Linked DNA regions of Astyanax mexicanus: region 2 is linked to region 1. Evidence: chromatin contacts called from public Hi-C data. All regions are on one chromosome and are shown on one strand. The core of a region is the stretch at or near the end of the contact, and the rest is flanking DNA. Distances in the headings are between cores, read along the strand shown.

What was found. A called contact is a pair of places that touch in the nucleus more often than the background predicts.
Region 2: a contact with region 1 is called in a Hi-C map of muscle, with 10 times the contacts expected there. The contact joins the promoter of zbtb16a here to the enhancer-like site in region 1. A contact is called at or near these places in 2 of 3 Hi-C or Micro-C datasets (both in muscle).

What each region holds. Positions count from the first base shown.
Region 1 is chr17:7,425,027-7,428,192 of AstMex3_surface, forward strand. All of the region lies in intron 4 of zbtb16a (zinc finger and BTB domain containing 16a), which reads right to left. Among protein-coding and RNA genes, the nearest start is that of zbtb16a, 88 kb to the right of the region's middle. Within about 2 kb of position 1,470, the one cell type or tissue checked has an H3K27ac peak away from gene starts, as active enhancers do.
Region 2 is chr17:7,513,039-7,516,380 of AstMex3_surface, forward strand. It overlaps zbtb16a (zinc finger and BTB domain containing 16a), which reads right to left and starts at 1,512. Exons shown (of 8, transcript XM_049466533.1): 1 at 1,403-1,512.

The DNA.
Region 1 (3,166 bases), core at 220-2,719:
GCAAAAAAAAAAAGAGAGGTGGTTTAGGTTTAGGGTTCCTATATGAACCACATAAATATATAAAACTTAAAAATTAAAATGTGCAATACTGCAATATTTTGGTCATCGCCATATTTAAATTGACGTAAACATAAAGTTAAGATTAGAATAAATTAGTGGAATTTTATTTATTTATTTATTTATTTTTACTGTGGACCTCTACCTCACTCCACCTCCAGCCTAGTCAAGTCACGTGACCACAATCTGAAGCATGAAGTGCTCCCTATATTGCCGCATACTGGTAATGTGATGTGGTTTGCTGTTATTCACAATGTTATTACAATTCTTCCGGTGTGCTTATCGTAAAAACTCATCACCACATCATTAACCACACATTGTTGATGCAATTTCAGTTGCTGTTATTCACAAATGTTACAGCAGCACTTTTTAGGTTTATCATGAAAATGTATATTGCAAAAAATATGACTAATTGTTACGTTAAACTTAGGTAGCGCTAAGCCTAGGTTACGTTAAGCACAGGTTACGTTAAGCACACATTACTTAATCTACAGGTTGCGTTAAGCACAGGTTACGTTAAGCACAGGTTATGTTAAACCAGGTTACAGTTTGCTGTTATTTTAGCATTTTCATTTTTAAATGTTTTGTTTTATAATAAAAACTCATATCACGATAATGATTAAAGTACGCTACATCATACAGTCCTTGTTTAGGTATTCTCATTCTTTGTCCAGGGGCTTTATTAAAGGCAGATAAGCAGACCTTGTAGTAAGCACAGGTTATGTAAAGCACAGGTTACTTTATCTACAGGTAACGTTAGGTACAGGTTACATTAAGCACATGTTATATTAAGCACGTTACGTTAATCACGTTACGTTAAGCACGCTACATTGAGCATGTTACGTTAAGCATAGGTTACTTTATCTACAGGTAACGTTAGGTACAGGTTACTTTACGCACGTTATATTAAGCAAGTTACGTTAAGCACGTTACGTTAAGCACAGTTTACTTTATCTATAGATAACGTTAGGTACAGGTTACATTAAGCACGTTATATTAAGCATGTTACATTAAGCACATGTTACATTAAGCATGTTACGTTAAGCATGTTACATTAAGCACATGTTACATTAAGCATGTTACGGTAAGCACAGTCTACTTTATCTACAGGTTACATTAAGCACAGGTTTCGTTAAGCACAGGCTATGTTAAGCACAGGTTACTGTCTCTACAGGTTCCGTTAAGCATAGGTTACGTTATCAACAGGTTACATTAAGCCCAGGTTACATTAAGCACAGGTTGCTTTAAGCACAGGTCACGTTAAGCACAGGTCAGGTAAAGTGCAATAAAACTACACCCAGCAGTGTGAGTGGTCTCCTCACTGCTGGCAGTCAGTGGTAAGATCCTAACATTAGTACAGGAGATCCCAGCATTAGCACTCCCCCGTTTGTGACCCAGGTTCAGGACTGGGTGGGCAGCGCTACACGCCGGTCGACCTCAGAGACGTCACGGGAATAAACTCCACTCGGCTTCCTGATGAGGAGCGAAGTTGCCGAACAATTACAAGGCCATTACCCGGACGCCTAATCATCTCTCCTGGACCTTATAATGGAGGAGATTTATGCCCCACATAATTCAAGTGTTGTTTTAAATGAGGGTTTAATGTACATCAACAGGTCAGGGGAAAGTATTATGGGTTTAAACCACCGGAGAGAAGTTAGGGCATGCGGCCAAACAGAAGCTCAGGCCATTTATCCATGCTGCCCGTCATCCCCCGCTAATGCTCTGCAGGGAGGGAGGGGAACGAGAGAAAGAGAGAGAGAGAGAGAGAGAGAGAGAGAGAGAGAGCGGGGGCTTTATCAGCTGCTCTAAAGAATTTACATGAGAGCATGGAGCACCAGGGCATTTTCCGACTTTTTTTCCCTCCCCCCTCCTCTTTATTTAGAGCCCATTCTCTCAGTTCCCCCCTCTGCCCCCCCGTCCCACTTGCAGGCTCTCTCTATTTTGGAATATGTGGCTTGGAAAGCAGTCAAGTTTCATTAATTTCTGGTTTGGGTACAGTATGTTCCTGGACACACATCTGCGAGCGATCATAAACGCTCTGGAATGCTGGCAGAACATCCAGACCTGCCGGCAGCCGATGATGTCATCACTCTGAGGGAAGAGCTGGCCAGCGGCCAGACCGAGGGAGCCCGGCGCTCACTGCCTCCGACACACACAGAGAGAGAGAGAGAGAGAGAGAGAGAGAGAGAGAGAGAGAGAACAGAGATGGAGAGAATGGGAGCAGACAGAAGACAAGTGAGAAATGGGGAGAGAGTGAAAGAGTAAGAAAGTCGCACAGGGAGAAAAAGTAAAGTCAGACGTAGAAATACAGATACAGGCTGAATGAAAGTTCCAGAGTAAGATGAGGCAGAGTAAGGTCAGACATTAAGTCTAAGAGTCAGAGAGAAAGACAAAATTAGATATAAAAACATAATAATGAGTCTGATCGGACCAAAAATGAGAGTCAAAAACAGAGATTGACTCATTCTCTGTTTTTTTTTTGCTCTCTGTCTGACTCTTGTTAGGACATGTGAGAGCCAGACAGAGCATGAGAAGATGAGAGTCAGAGAGAGCTAGAGTCAGAGAATGAGAGTCAGAGAGAGCTAGAGTCAGAGAATGAGAGTCAGAGAGAGCTAGTGTTAGAGAATGAGAGTCAGAGAGGGCTAGAGTCAGATAATGATAGTCTGAAAGGGCTAGAGTACCAGAATGAGAGTCAGAAACAGCTAGTCAGAGAAAGATAGAGCAACAAGTAAGAGAGCACAGTCAGAGAGAGAGAGAGAGAACAGAGATGGAGAGAATGGGAGCAGACAGAAGACAAGTGAGAAATGGGGAGAGAGTGAAAGAGTAAGAAAGTCTCACAGGAAGAAAAAGTAAAGTCAGACGTAGAAATACAGAGACAGAAAGAAAAGGAGGGTCAGATAGAGTGAAAGTTCCAGAGTAAGATGAGGCAAAGGTCAGACATTAAGTCTGAGAGTCAGAGAGAAAGACAAAAAAAAAAAAGTGTGAGTCAGGACGTTGGACACAGTCAGACAGAAGAGTTAGAAGTCAAAATTAGATATAAAAACATATAATGAATCAGACCGAATCAGACAAAAAATGAGAGTCAGAAATAGAGACTGACTCATTT
Region 2 (3,342 bases), core at 262-2,761, 88 kb after region 1:
CAGAGAGAAATACAGATTGACCGGCTCTGTTCTAAATATGTAGAGAGGGACAGAGACTGAGAGAAAGGCAGACAGACAGAGACAAAAAGAGAGGGACACAGAGACTTACAGAGAGAAATATAAACATTGAAATATATATAGTAAATGAGACAGGGAAATGGAGATAGAAAGTGAGACAGGCAGCAAGACAGACATAGAGATAGAGACACACAGACACAGAGAGAGACCGACAGACAGTTGGTGATTAAGAGAGACAGATACACAGAGAGAGAAAGTGGACAGTAACAGACAGACAGAGACAGAAAGAGAGGGACACGGAGACTTACAGAGAGAAAGACAGACATATGAATACATAGAAGGAGACAGGCAGGCAGGTAAAGAGAGGGATAGACAGAGACAGATATAGACAGACAGTGAGAGATAGAGACAGAAAGAGAGATATAAAGATACTTACAGAGAGAACTACAGACATAGAAATAGAGATAGTGAATAAGACAGGCAAGTAGAGAGAGAAAGACGGAGAGGAAGACAGACAGTGAGAGACAGACAGAAAGAGAGGGACAGAGAGACTTACAGAGAGAAAGACAGACATAGAAATAGAGAGGGAGAGAGACAGGCGAGAAGGTAGGGAGAGGAATAGAAATGGAGATAGAGAGTGAGACAGGCAGAAAGGCAGACAGAGAGAAGCAGACAGATAGACACACACAGACACACTTATAAAGAGAGAGACACAAAGACAGACAGTAAGTGAGAGAGACAGACAGACAGGCACACTTACAGTCAGACAGAGTGGTTTTGCTGGTGCTAGTAGTAGTGGTGGTGCAACAGTTTGGACAGAGCGTGCGCGCTCGTGCATGTGTGTGTGACAGAGAGAGACAGACAGTGAGTTTAGGCAGGGAGCTCGTGCAGGCTGGAGGCTGGATGGAGGCTCGTCCCCCTCGCTCGAGCCGCCCGCTTACGTCAACACAACATCCCTGCATGTGGCCCGGTACAATCAACCCGGAGCCCCGGAGCTCCAGCAGGTGCTCATATATACAACACACACACACACACACACACACACACACACACACACACACACACACACACACACACACACACACTCTCTCTCTCTCTCTCTCTCTCTCTCTCTCTCGCTTACCTTTCCTCCTCTCCTCCTCTAAACAGAGCGGAGCACGCGGCTCCTTTCATCCCCCCGAGACGCGCGAGCTCCGGCGTGCTTTAAACCAGCGCGTGCTCCACAAACAAACACAGTAACAAACAGTAGCAGAAAAGTATCCAGCAGCACTCTCTCTCTCCCTCTGCACGCGCGCGCGCTCGCGAGTGTGCGTGTTTGTGTGTGCATGTGTTTGTATGTATGCATGTGCATGTTTGTGTTTGTTTCCGCGCCGCGTGCACTCACCTGACTCTCCGCGCGGGCTCTGTCCGCTCTCTGCTAGTGCGCGCTGACCGGCTCTAGATCATAGTGAGGCAGGTCGCGCGCCGCGCTCTCGCGCTCTAACTCCGCTCCGCCGCCGCCTCAGCAAATCAACGCCGCGGTGACGTCAGCGTGCGCGCGCGCGAGCGAGCGAGCGAGCTCCGAGTCCCGGCCAGCCGCGAGACGCTGCGAGAGCGCGACACCTAGAGGGGCTTCTGCGCAACAGAGTCAATCTTTGCTGTCAGTCAAACCTTGCATAGCAAAGAACATTGATTAAACGTTCATACTTTTTTTGCTTGCATTGCATTACATCTTTCGGTGTTGATGATCTGTAAAAAAACAACAACATTAAACAACCTTTATTAAACATCTCTTCTTTTGCAAATGGTGCATTCTGACAAATTGAATAAAACGTTTATCTTTTTAAAATGGTGATTGAAAAACAACATTTAAACAACATTTATTATACATCCCCTCATATGCAAATGGTGCTTTCTGACATATTTGATAAACATTTATTTTTTGGTTGCATTACATGTTTGAATGTTGATGATTGAAAAACAAAATTTAAAACTATCATTAAACATCCCCTCATATGCAAATGGTGCATCATTACACATTGAATAATCGTTTATCTTTTTAAATGTTGATTGAAAAACAGCATTTAAGCAATCTTTATTATATAATAATATAATTAATATATAATATAATTAAGTAAATAGGAGCTTTTATTATTATAATTATTACAGAATGTTTAAAAGGGGTGTCCACTGTATGTCTCCTACTACTAATAATACTACAGCATGTGAGTAATAATTCTAGAGCTGCTACTAATAAAAATAGATGAATGAATAAATAAAAATGTAGTAGTAGTAACATGAATCAGCATAATAATTATCAAATCATAAAGATATGTTCAGATTTTAGATTTTTCCTGGTCAGGGTCACAGCAGGACCAGACTCATTGGTCACAAGAATAATAATCATAATAATATATAACAATAATTAAATAAAAAGTCACCTGTTCATCTTTTTGGGGGGCGGGGGGGGGGGGGGGGGTGGCAAACGTAACCAGTATCTTTGGACAAAGGTCCATACTACTACTACTACTACTACTACTACTACTACTACTACTAATAATAATAATAATAATATACTCTTAATTTAGGAAAAATAAATAAATTACTAAATATCTAACTAAGTAACTAAGTAAATAAATAAATAAATGAATTAGTTTGTGGTGGGTCCTAAATAAAGTTCCATTATAAAAAATAAAGAAATAATAATAATAATAATAATATTAATAATAATATTTTTTTTCCTGAGCTCATGATGAGCTGCAAATCATCTTCAGAGCTTTCTGAGGAGAAATTAAGCTCCACCCACTTATCTGACCACAGTGAGAGGAGTTTAATGTACATGTTGAAGACACCACAGGCTTTATGAAGCATCACAGTCTCCTCTATCTTTCCCACCTGTTTCATATCAGAGCTCTGAGACTCTTCCAGCTGTGCTCAGTGCTGCTGAAACTCAGAGCGGAGGGTCAGCTACAGTGGAGGGTCTCTCAGGCCCCGGTACAGTTCATGTCTGCAGGACAGGAGATCACACAGTGCACCGTCACCTCTGAGCTGCATGCTCCGCTGGCTTACAGAGGGATAAAGAAAAAGGCACTGCCATAATCTCCACTTAATCCCCATTTTAGCAGGGAAGAGCAAGATGAGAGAGAAATTATTATAGTCTACTATTATCATCAGACGTACGAGGCAGGAGCAAGCAGAGGAATTTCATCCAGGCAGATGCAGCACTCCACCAGCTCCTGCTCTACAGTGCACAACAGTTCAAGCACACGTATATATTATATACATATATTAACTGCAGTTATTGTGCATTATTCATTATTCTCATAAAAGAAAGAGTCATAAAAC